Linked DNA regions of Anser cygnoides: region 1 is linked to region 2. The links are chromatin contacts, called in public Hi-C maps. All regions are on one chromosome and are shown on one strand. The core of a region is the stretch at or near the end of the contact, and the rest is flanking DNA. Distances in the headings are between cores, read along the strand shown. Region 1 overlaps JMJD1C (jumonji domain containing 1C). Region 2 holds the start of REEP3 (receptor accessory protein 3).

Evidence for each region. A called contact is a pair of places that touch in the nucleus more often than the background predicts.
Region 1: a contact with region 2 is called in a Hi-C map of liver, with 1.7 times the contacts expected there. The contact joins the enhancer-like site here to the promoter of REEP3 in region 2. A contact is called at or near these places in 2 of 7 Hi-C or Micro-C datasets (both in liver).

The regions. Positions count from the first base shown.
Region 1 is chr7:27,456,376-27,462,699 of Taihu_goose_T2T_genome, reverse strand. JMJD1C (jumonji domain containing 1C) reads right to left here. Exons shown (of 26, transcript XM_067001093.1): 9 at 5,200-5,372; 10 at 2,296-4,505. Among named protein-coding and RNA genes, the nearest start is that of NRBF2, 48 kb to the left of the region's middle. Within about 2 kb of position 4,024, at least 3 of the 3 cell types and tissues checked have open chromatin away from gene starts, as enhancers often do. A contact at or near this core is called in liver, where this site is marked.
Region 2 is chr7:27,304,771-27,311,018 of Taihu_goose_T2T_genome, reverse strand. REEP3 (receptor accessory protein 3) reads left to right here and starts at 2,766. Exons shown (of 8, transcript XM_048069494.2): 1 at 2,766-2,919. The coding sequence starts at 2,888. LOC106031286 (a long non-coding RNA gene) reads right to left here and starts at 2,748. Exons shown (of 3, transcript XR_010833032.1): 1 at 2,527-2,748; 2 at 1,570-1,781.

The DNA of each region.
Region 1 (6,324 bases), core at 2,775-5,274, 150 kb before region 2:
TGAAACTGAACCCTGTTGTTACTTAACCAGGCTTTCGATTTAATGACTTTTATAAGTGGCACCAGTTTCATCTGCAGATAGATACGAGTATCTGTCATTTAATCTACTGCTACTCTTGAAAGTTCATGTCCTGTAAACACGGATCTGATGTAGGGTGACAGAGGTTAGGGTGCTAACTTTGGACTTGGTACCTGGGTTCAGATCTGTATTTTGCCAGACTTCTTGTGTAAACTTTGCAGGTGACAGACTCTCTATGCATCAGTTCATTGCCTAGATAACACATTCCCAACCCACCTGATGAGCACAAAGGTAACTGGATTAAAACTTGAGAGCAGAAAAGGCCAAAGTGCAGGCTTGTTAGTCCAAAAGAAACTGTTTTCTGCCTTGGATCCAGAGATCCCTGGAGTCATCTGGGAGCTGCCAGACTTCAGGTTCTGGGGGCAGGGACTTGGAAGACCCCCAGTGCCTGCAGAAGTGTAACATTCCTCGCTTTGCAGGAGGGAGCCTTGCAGCCCAGAGCTCTGAGCACTCTGGCTAGCACAAGGGCTCCCAGGGCTGCCAGCAATGGCATCAGGACAAAGCAGCTTTCAGCCCTGGCAGTATCCAGATACCACCCACGTGGTGACTGCCACCAAGCCCCAGATGCTGAAGCAGAGTTATCTTCAGCAACCTAAGGGGAGCCCGGGCAGCTGCTCCCCGGGGACCTTCTCTTTCCTGGAAGTTCAAAGCTAAGTATGTTTTTGGGTAAATCTTTGGGGAAAGTCCTCTACATAACAAAAATTCCGACCAGCTCTCTCAGAAATTGTAATGACACTGACCCAAGACAAACTGCTAGAAGTATCAGAAATGCTGATCTATTTAATGGGTCATGGAGGAGAAACAGAAACACTCTGTGTCTATTGAGATGTCAGGAGAGGAAAGCAAGCACAGAAAACTGCTACCATGGGATAGACTCAGTATGTTAAGGTACAGAACACACTCTGTGCTACAGACAACATAACAGAATACCCAAAGCTCCTACCCATTTTCAGACCTGAATCCCATGAAACAATACCATAATGTACTACAAAATACTGCTTTCATACTCACGTAATGCTAGCCAAGAAGAGACTGCCTTCCCTTAAGTTATCTAACGAACCCCTCTACAACAAACCCAGGAAAAAAAATCCTTTGCAACAATACAAAGATCACAAAGACCTAGCATGTTCTATGTATGTATTTACAGTTCACTTTTTTTTTTTTAAAAAAAAAGTGAAACCAATAAAGACAGAGAAATTTAAAAGGTGTGTTCTCCTTGATCTTCCCCTTAAGTTGGATGGGAAAAAAAAAAAAAGAAGAAAAACTAATAATGCTATCACTGGACCCAAGCCAAAATACCTCAGACAGATTGCATCACTGCCAGAACAGAGTACGACTTAGGCATCAAGTGCTCTCAGATACTACAAGAGTAACTTTATACACTAGGCAGTGAAAAGCCAAAGAATGTAATTACAGGGAGCAGTGCTCGTTTTCTTACTAACTGTACTTAAAAATTCTTGCAAAAAGTAGTCCTAAACTTTCTTATACTCAACTAAACCAGAACAAAGACAAAAGAAATACTGCATAGAGAAGAATAAATTAGGATAAAAAACAAGGTAAGTTCTTAAATAAAATCACTCCAGTTGGCAGACCAGTTTCTCTTTTTTAGATAAATCTAGTTACAATGCGGTACACACAACAGCATTACATATAAATTGAAATTCCTATTTCCCTAAATTTCCTTAAACAAGAGGGATGTTAACACCATATAATACACATGCTAGTCAAGAGTGTGAAATGACTCTCCCTCAAACCTTTCATTAAATTAACCAAATTGTAGCAGAGCGGCATCAGGCTCTCAAGGAACTGCCTTTGGCTTTCTGATCAAAGGATGAATTCAAGTTCAACAATAGAGAACCTCTCCCCCAGTAGCACTCTAAAAACAAATGCACTAGACCTTAAAAAAAAAATCAGTAAAAGTAACATAACTCTATGCGCCAGTCTGGTGAATTATGATGGACAGCATAATCCAGTTTGTTTGCTGCCTATTTTTAGGCCAAGAACCAGTTTGTACACATATACACAAAATGCTCTATTTCTTAAACCAAGATATTTCAGAGGACCTCAAGACCGATAAATCTGGATCCAGGCTTTTTCACAAGCACGCTCTTTAAATCTTTTCCCAGCTATTGCACATATCGTGCACAAACCCTCCAGGATTAACACTGCTGGAGTTCACATTAGTCTGTCTTTTCCAAATCAGATTAATATACTCACTGCTGTTACTGCTGCTCTGTAACTTCAGCTTGCTTTTTTCTTTGGCACTCCGGCTAAGAACACCATTCGGTTTTACTTCTTCCTCCGCATCACCCTTTTTTTTCTGCAAATCATTTTGTTTCTTTTTGTAAGTTGGCTTGGGCTGCCGTTTAGTCCTTTGCTCTGACTTGCTCTCACTTTCATCAGAGTCTCCACTTTCAGAGCCAGACTCGTAAGTTCGTTTTGCTTTTCTCCTAGGGTGCTTATCTTCCTTCACAAACTTATCTGCCAAGATTTTACTATCTAGGTTATTTTGCAAATCATTTGATGTAGAAGCTATTAAATTGACAGTACATGGCTTAATAATTTCTGAAACACTGTTCCCTGAATTCTCCTTTTTATTAGTGTTTTTATCTTCCTCTGAATGTCTTGTTAGCCAAGCCTTTTTCAGTTTAGTGTGGTAGTTTGGCTGACTTGTCTGGGAAGTTTGCCCACTGCCTACAGAGTTTGCTTTGTTTATTGTATTGCAGACGATAGCACTGTCTAGGGGGAGAGAGGTTGAAAATGTCTGATTTTTCACAGAGTTGGCCTCTGTCTCACTGGTGTTACTACTTTTAAACTGAGCCGCAGCCAACGCTGCCTTGTGCTTTTTCAAATGGACGAAGTCGGTGGAGGTGGAGAATCCCAAGCCGGGCTGAGCAGCGCTGCCGGTCTTGCCAGGGGCGGGCGTAGCTGGCGCCGGGGCGCTGACCTTGCATTCCTGGGCCTGTGCCGCCACCTGACTTGCCGCTCTCGAGGCAGCACACTCCAGCGGCGCGCAGGCCAAGACCGTGTTCGATAAGGAGTAAGTCACTTCGGAGCTGCCCCAGCTTGACACGCTGGTAGTCGTAGCCGCTGATGCAGTTACATCCGTTTTAGTACTGCAGATCATAGTTGTGGTAGGGGTGACAGAACGAGGAACGCTGCCTTGCGAGACAGCTGGAAATTTCTTTTCATACTGTGTGCGAGCACTGTCTGAGTTCATATTTGGCAGGATGATTCTTCCAGTCTCTCTGGCTTCCGCTGTTTTCAGGCAATCTGCTTGATTTGTCACAGCTGAAGATCTCTCACTGGCTCGATCTTTGGAAGCTGACTGCATTACGGCTACGCTATCATATTTCGTGCTAGAAGGAGGACGCACAATAACAGATGCCGTGGCGGACTGCGACTTTCCGCTCATTCTTTCAACATGCCAGTCCGCTTTTTCGTTATTCGGGGCGTTGTTAGATTTCCACATTTCGGATAAATTCTGTTCAGAAGTGCCCTTGTAAACAGTCTGAGCTTCCTTAGGTTCAGGGACTAAAGTTGGTGGTTTCTGCAATTCTTGTATTTTACCACCACCAGCATTAACGGGTTGAACAGGAGTCAGGGTGGGAGGCGAAAGGCTGCTGTAGCTGCTTTCCTTCTTCTCTAGGTTCTGGTGCACAGGGGGGTGAAACACGGGGGCTCTGTGCAAGGCAGGCATACTCCGGAGCGTATTTGAAGATGAGACTGACAGCTGAGTAGGGCTTCTGCTGTCATTTCTAAAAGAACTGACTGAGTGAGACTGCACTGATTGTGAAAGCTGCTCAGATATCTTGCTTGCAGAGCCTTCGCTCTCAGGTTGGTGCTTAATTAAAGGGGGAGGTTTTGAAAGAGAAGAAATGTAAGAAGGAAGAGACTGGGAACTAGCTGCTGTTGAAGGACAATTAGTCTGCTTCTCAACATACGCACTTGAAGCTTCCTTGGATGGGTATGATCTCGGTGGTTCATTTACTACACTGTTAGACAAGGTGGTGAAATAGTTACTCTGCGGCAAGCTCTGTGGGACCGAATGCTTCATTTTATACAGTTCTGACACAGAGCGTTCTGCATCTTTCTCATATTTTACTGAATGACTTTTGGGACTCGAAGATAAGGATGTTACCCTAGAGTAGTTCTCTCTCTCTCCCTCCAGTGCCTTTATTTTAGCTGTAAAAGGAGCAACTTCAATACTTTCTTGGAGTATCCGTCTATGTTCTTCTTTGTATTTGCTCAGTCGCTCCCCTGTCTCCTGTGGTGGCCTTGGCAGCTGGTTCAACATTGGATCTGCAAAATGTCTCTGCATATGGCTCTCCTTTGCTGTCTGTGTTCTGCTTTGCTCCAACTCTGTCTTTATTGGTGCAGTTGTAACGGAACGTAAAGGTTCGATAAATGCTTTCCTCTCCAGCTCTCTGAAAAAGGTTACACAGTTTAGTCTGAATGTTCCACAACAAGCTGAACAGAAGACCTTTCTTCCCATGCTCTGAACAAAGTTATCTATTAACACAAAATAAACTTTTCTTTATATTAGGCACAATTTTCAAAAGTCTGCAGATGACTCAGGAACTCAAGTACCATTCAAAGTCAACAGGGCAGAGTCTGCTTTGCAGCACACTGACAAGCTTTTCCCTATCACAGGCACCCACATTTGCAAATAAACTAAAATGAAGCTAGAAGACAACGTCAGGGGCTGAAATACAACCTCTTGGACTGCACTCTGTTTACACTGTGCACACAGAGTTGGGACTGTTCAGCCTGCAGAAGAGGAGGCTTGGGGGGAACCTTATCAATGTCTGTATACACCTAAAGGGAAGGTGCAATGAGGACAGAGCCAGGCTCGTTTCAGTGGTGCCCGGTGCCAGGACATGAGGCGATGGGCACACTAGAGGTTCTGTCTGAACACCTGAAGCACTTCTGTGCTGTGTGGGTGACTGAGCGCTGGCACAGGCTGCCCAGGGTGGTTGTGGAGTCTGCTTGGAGATGGTCAAAAGCCACCTGGACATGGCCATGGACGGCCCTGCTCGAGCAGGGGTTGGCCCAAATGGCCTCCAGAGGTCCCTGCCAACCCCATTCTGTGAGTCTGAGTTAGAATAACAGTGCACTTACTCTTTGTGATGCTCTACTATACTTTTGGACAACGGTGGGCTAGAATGCGCTGCCAGTTTGAGAGGCCGAAGGGGATCTGCACTGGACGGTCGCACAGGAATGTGACTCAGTAACCCAAGGCTGTCAGCTGAGGTCACAGGGGTGGGCTGGTGTAACCACGGACTGGGAGTATTCTGTTAACACCAACACAGAAAACATCAGATTTCAACATAATCACGGGACCTTCAGCACAGTGCCACAAGAGGTACTGTACCATGTCCTAGCAATGAGCAGAGTACAGTAATTTATTTTAGTATCAAATCAAATACAGTAAACATAATTTATTATTTTAAATCACTTTCTGATCACCTGGAACATCTGATTATACTTCTCTCTAGACTTACAGCATACAAAGTAATTTACATATATTTCAGAAGTATTCGTAAAACAGTTTCCTATTTAAGTATTCAGTATGAATTGTCAATTTCTAGAATGGGATCTCAAGCTACTTCATCACAACTACCAAACCAATGACAGTCTGACAGTACTTTACTTCAGTTACTAATAAAAAAGACCATTAGCTGTTCAATGACTTGCAAGAAGGACTTCTTTTAAAGGAAAATACAGTTTATTATTTCTGGAAAACAATTTAATCTCCACGTAGGTAACAAGTCTCAATATAAGGGACACAAACATCTCTTTGCCACTTGGTTCCTCTCCTACCCCCAACCAAAATTATTAAGAATGATAATCCTAATTAATCTGCTTTATGTTGCCAGATATTTTTACATAGGGTAATTTCATAATCAGCACACTACTAATATCATACGGGTACACACCTGCCAAACTTTGCAGTATGGCAAAAGCACAGAATGCACCATTTTGTACTGTACACCTAAATACTTAAAAGCCTGGCAATGCAAGTAAACTTCTACTTGGGCATTTTCTCTGAAACTTGTAGAATAGCTCTGCAGAACAGACCATGAGCAGTTCTCAGGCTCTCTCCCCCCCTTTCCCTCTCCTGTTTGCGGCTTGCTTAGGAGAAATATGTGCTCGCTCATGGTCTGGGCTGAAAGGGAGGGCACTCTGTTGGGGAGTGCTGGTCAAGTGCTAGGAACAGGCATGGAAGAAAGGATGGGGACTAGA
Region 2 (6,248 bases), core at 1,517-4,016:
AGGGCAGCTGACCTCTACCAGTGATTTTCCAAACACCGTTACAACTATTTAAAGCGACTTTTAGCTATATTAAGTGGCTTTTGTGGGGGACTTAAAAATATCCTATAATGAGATAGCTGTAAGTCTTTTGCTTACATAAAAATAGACATATGGGTAAGACATCCCAGGTTTGAATGAGTACATGGCATGGTTTTAATTTGCTTTGCCACTCCCTGTGTTTCTGCAGTGCAGGAGCATGGATTATCATTCTGTACAAACTGGAAAATGAGGAAGTCCATGTGGTATCCTCATGGTTGTCTGCTGGGGGCCAGGCAAACATCACCAAGTTTGTTGCACTGAGTTAAGTCTCAAAACGTTCTATGAAATGAAGCATAATCTTCTTAGCAAAATAAATTACTCTTAGGAGCCATCTGCCCTTACCTTTTTTTTTTTTTAAAAAAAAAAAGCCTCTTTAAATGTAAATTTAGCTTTCCACCAGAGACGGTATTGCCATGGCAACAAACACAAGAAAAATAAATGTCTTCATACAAAAAAGAGTGTTTTCCTCTTAAACATACTTCATACAAAATAAAATATGCAGCTATAGAATTAATGTATACACTTATCTTGGACAGTAGAAAAGAGTATCATTCTCTTCCTAGAAAGGTTCTCTGAGATATTATCAAACATAATTGCCTGGGGTAAAGAATTCTTATATACTTATTTAATATGATATAAACTCAAGCTCGTGTCTTGCAATTTGCTCTAGATGGGTTGCAATGCTACAAACTCCTGTAGAGCATTATGCAGGCAGCAGGATCCACCTCTGCAGAATTGTTTACAGAACTGGAGTCTAAAATGTAATCTCTTTGAGCTAATTCATATTTCAAATCCTTTGTTGTTCAAGTTTGTTTTGTGCGGTCTAATACCAGAAAGGTTTTTTATTTAAGGGGAATATAAATTGTGGTTCAGATTTCAGCTTTCATAGAATGCAAAGTTAGGCCTGTTTCAATGATAAGATTCATGAGTGGTGTAGTCTCATTTGCCCACAAACAAACTCCTTTCTATCTTTTTCTGTATCAGGTTCCCCCTATAAAAGATCACAGTGTAGCTCCGGAGACACCCTACATGGCCAATATCATTTTCAAGATCTCAACACCTGCATAGTAAGAATACATTTGTTTTTAAATTATTGTACTCTTTCCGATTTCAAGCTTAAAATTTCACATTTTACAACTATAGCAAAAATTTTGAAGTGCTACAATTGTTGAAATGCTTTGTGTTTATGTCCCTGCTTCTTCTTTTTATAAATCACTTTTAACCTTTTGACTGTGTGATTTGTGTTTGAAAGCAGCAGAGGAGCGAAGATACCTTTGTCTGGATTTTACTCATTTGAGTAGGAGAGGAATTGTGGCACTTGCCTGTGGAACAAAAAACATCTTGCACTGACCTAGCACGTCTGACCTGAAAAAGCCAATAGCTTATGAAGAGTAGGTCATTTCTTCTCACTGTATGGTATGCAAAACATGTATTATCCCTACTTAAAGACATTTTAAAGAATTAATTTCTGTTACAGATTGCAATACTGACCTTGGAATGTTATTTACCATGTCAGCAAGAACGGTGGTGAAAACTATAATCTCCTGTTTCTCTACTTTAAGAATTGAACGGCACGTTCAGAAGCATTGGCATTTTGGCATTTATTGCTTCTGGTATCACTTTGTGACATTTGTTAGACATTGACCAGAAAAGTTCAATGTTTCCAGTGGTGGCGTAGGCAGAACTTTCCACAGGTTCTTGTTCTGGGGAAAGATAAAGCAGTCCGTCTCAGCAAAATATTGTTCTTTTATGTCTACAAACAGTTCTGTATACAACCTAAAGCTGGTATGCAGGAACGAGCTGCAATGGATTAGCTGAAGTACCACGAGGTATTCAGCTTCCCCAGCACCTCCCTGGCAGGTCACAACCCGCCAGACCACAAGCTCGTCAAGGGTGTCTGCACTGGGTCACGCTGTGAACTGTCCTGCCTGGTGTCCTGCCTTAGACAGCTGCCAGTGACAAGGGAAAGAACAAAGGTAACAGTGCACACAGACAGTAATCTGTCCCAAACATCTCCTCCTGCCCCCCCAGTCACCTGCAGTTTTAGATCCACTGCAGGCAGCAGTCTGTGCGACCCATGTTAAGTATGTATCCTTACACAGCCGCTGGGACTGAGCATTTGTAAACCAATACCAAGGAGTTGGCACCTTTGTGCCACAGTTCAGCCAGGTACTGGAGCACTGACAGGGCAGTGGATATGCCCACGTCTTCAGAGCTCTTCCCTGCACCGGCCTGGGTGAGCTGGTTAAACACTGCACCCAAACCCGAGCCCACCCCACCTCCGCACGGACACTGGGTGCCACAGCAAGCTCGCTCTGGGCCTGCCAGCCCGACAGCGGGTGATGTGAATGCACGAAACTGGTGGTTTTATGGCTCCTGCAGCAGGTAAGGGGGTAAGAAATAGGGAAATAAGGAAACAGCGCACACGGGGTGGGCACCGTCACCCACCTGTCCGCTAGTCAGTCACCGTGCTTAAGGGGAAGGGGAGAAGGGCTGCCTCACTACGTTTTTCCTTGATTTATCTGTTCCCATCTCCCCGCGACGGCTGTTGTGAAAGGCTGCCTTCAGCTCCCACCCTAAAAACAGGCGGCCCCTCACGGCATCGCTCAGGGGACGGCCACGGACTGCACCCGACAGACCCGGGGGGCGCCGGCCCGCGGCGGCCGGGCAGCCCTGAGGGGCCCGGCGGGCTTCGGGGCGCGTGCGCGGGGCCGCCGAGCCGGGCGGCGGGCGGGGCCGGGCCGGGCCGGGCGGGGCCGCGGCCATTGGGGCCCGGCTGCGGAGGGGACGCGCGGCCGCCGCCGCCGCCATGGTGTCCTGGATGATCTCCCGGGCCGTCGTGTGAGTGCCGGCGGCGGGCGGGGCTGGGGGTCGAGGTCGGGGCCGGGCCGGGCCTGGCCGAGCCGAGCCGAGCCTGGCTGAGCCGAGGCGCCGCGGCGCTGGCGGCGCCCGGCGGGTGTGAGCGGCTCCCGCTGACCCCCGAAGCGCGGCCCGGGGCTATGGAGGGGCTGGGGAGGAGGCTGGGGAGCGCGGGCCGGCGGCTGCGGGGAGGCGGGCGGCGTTACCGCCTGCTGCCGCCTCAGCGGGGCCTCGGCAGGTAGCGGGGTGAGCTGCGGGTGAAGGTGTCACCTTCCTGAGAAAGGGTAAGCTGCGAAACCTCTGGTCTCCTCCTCATACATCGCGCCGTTCTTTCATGGAATTGAAGGTTATTTTGCTCTTTTGGGTGTGAACAATGCTCGCGATAAATGTAGAGTAATAAGGGAGAAGGTGAACCTCCCTCGTGCTCCGTGCTGTGCAGCTCTCTGCGCTGGCCCCGCTGCTTGTGGGGCTGCTGGAGTTGGGATTTACCGTGTGTGAGGTTTTGTCAGGCAAACGGAGTGAACCTGCTCACAGAGCAGCCCACCGGGTGTCTGTGAAGGATGTAGCGCGAGCGTGTGACCCAAAACACTGGATGATAAATAGGGCTTCCCCATTTTGCTGGTGACAAACACCTCCCTGAAGCTGTCTGGTGTCACTTCACATGAAAGCTTTATCCTGTCAGGAAGCCTTCTCCTAACGCCAAGTACACTTCCTTGCTGCTGTCTCGTCACCTGGCTAAGTAGCAGTCCTGCAGCCTTCTCCCTTCCCACTGCCCTCCGTGAGACTTGTCAGGTAATTGAGACCTGCTAAGTAGGCAGCATTGTGTTCTGGGGTTGGCAGAAGAGGAGCCAGGCTTGGAAGAGGCTGTAGGAAGAGATGCCGTTTGCTCGCTCTGCCGGCATGCTCTTCCCACGGGCAATACCTAGCACTGGAGGGGAGATGCATAGGCATGCTTTCTGGAAGTCAAATGTAGCTGCTGAACCTGTTTCTGCTTTGGAACAGAAACACCAACCAGCAAATCTTTGGTTTAACTACTTCTTAAACTCCACTGGCTGTGAAAGTGGTATCAGCAGCGCTGAGCACCTCAACTTCTAATGACCAGATTCTTGTTGCTTGTTTTATTTTCTTTTTTTTTTTTTTTCTGTGAAATACGCCACTAAGGATTGTATTTGCATTTTGAGAACTAAGTCCTCTGTGGGCCAAACCAGCATCATATCATAGGGATTAAAGATAAATTTGTGTATTGGAGTACCTGTTACTGCAAGAGATAATAAAGGACAATGTATTATGCAGTTGGGTTTTCTGGTTGCTGTTGCTCCCTCATTTGCGTGTGCTAATTATTTTTGCTAAAAAGGGAGTCTTTAATACTATTTATAAATCCTCTCCACCTTCTTGTGTCCTTGTTTCCTAGCTGTGGGATTTAACCAGTTTGCCAGTGTTCCTCTGCCCAGGAAGAGGGGAGTGCTCAGTGCATCCAAGAGAGATCTTGGAGTCTGTTGTTTAAGTTTGCCAGCAGAGGATTTTATGCAGTCTGGAGACTATTGTTTAACTTTACTTTCCACATGAATTTTGCTTTATTAAGCAAAGGTGAAATTAAACAGAGGCCATGAGACATAAGATGCCTTCAGTCAAGTGGTCTTGAGACTGTCTTCCTTGTCCCCTTTTCTCAGTGTTCATTATGCCATCTTCCTCCATCTGATTTTCTTCCTAGTATCTTTCCAGTCAGTTCCAGTGGCTTTGTTTCTCTGGCTTTTGTGTCATTGGTTAGGAAGAAATATATTACCTTTTCCTTAAACCCCCTAAGAAAGATGAAAATACACTTAACTGGCACATAGCCACTAAGACTAGACGTTCTCTCCTACTTGCGGTAGTGTTCTAATCTTAGCTTGGTGACTTTGTTGTGTATGAGAGCCGTGGAGATCCTATGCTGTCCATAGCAAGTCCAAAAAGCCCTGTTGTCACGTTTGTGTAGCCATCAGGAATACCTGCTTTCTTCACAAGTGCTAGGAAGGGGCAGCAGTTGTTCTAGCTGCTGCAGAATTCCTCTGACTGACCTACTATTTTCAGGGCCAAAAGAGCAGCAAAATGTGGATTTGTGGGTGTGTCACAGTGCCCTCTACTGACTTTTCACACAGGATTTTTGTGAGGCGCACTTGCCAAGGAAACTCACTTCTGGTTCAGTTTGAGAGTCTGTAATTTGGGGTTGATCAACTCCACTAAAAATAGTTTCCTTAAAACTTTAAGGAAGTAGGGAATAGAAGTAGTAGAGAATTAGAATTCGTAATTGCATGTGAATTGCCTTGAAGAGTCATGCATGGGGAACGGGGAGTGGTTAAAATTTGTTGCTTCATGTTATCTTTGGCAAAAGTTTGCTTTAATGAATTATTTTCTTTGCTCTGTAAGTGCTTGGGCATATAAATGTGCAATACCTTGCACTAGTGTTGTGTCTTCTTTTCTGTCAAGAAGCCAAAGACTTGAAGCACATAATTACAATACGTTCTCATTTTAAAGTTTTCCTTCTATAGGGTGCTGTTAGAGTAAGTACAGGTTATTAATTCTAAAGCACTGGCTATTGCAACAGTTTTAAGAATGATTACTGCAGTGTTTTTCCTCTATTGCACTTCTAAAACCAACAAAAAGTTAGTAATTTGTTTCAGGGTCTCAGAAGGCTTCTCAAAATGGGACACCTTGTCAAGTACTTGGTCTTTGGTGGTGGGAACTTTTAAATTCGTGGCTGCCTGTCTTCTAAGCTTCTAATACAGCCTGCATCTGATTTAGTCTGCTTTGATTGCTCATTCTTCTCGTTTGTAGGGTCTGAGCAATTGTGTACACATCAGTTGCTGAGACAGTGTATTTAATAGTAAACACACTGAGTACTTGTCAGTCACAGCCTGGTATGGATGAGATCAGACTCTTCTCTTGTGCCAAGCAAAGATGTGATGCATCCTAAATACAAAGTAGATGGCCATTTTGTTCTTGCAATCTGTTGAAGCAGACTGTCTGCTGTAATCTGTTAACTTTTTTTCCCCTCCTCACTTAAAAACTAAAGTTTCCCCATCTGCGTTGCTTTGCAGCACTCTCTGCCCTTGTATTTAAGTTCATTTTCTTTTCACTCCAGTTACTCTGAAGTCTTGATAGTTGGAAGGGGTGAGCTGTAGTAGGCTCCAGGAGAATGCGTTTTTCAGAGCTACTAGTAGCTGCTTTTTTCTCTGCCTGTTTTAATAATACCTATGTTCCCCACCTGCATTTTAGAGCCTTGCAAGGAGCAAGAGATGTACAAATAAACAATTCAGCAAGCGTTCCTTGGTTCT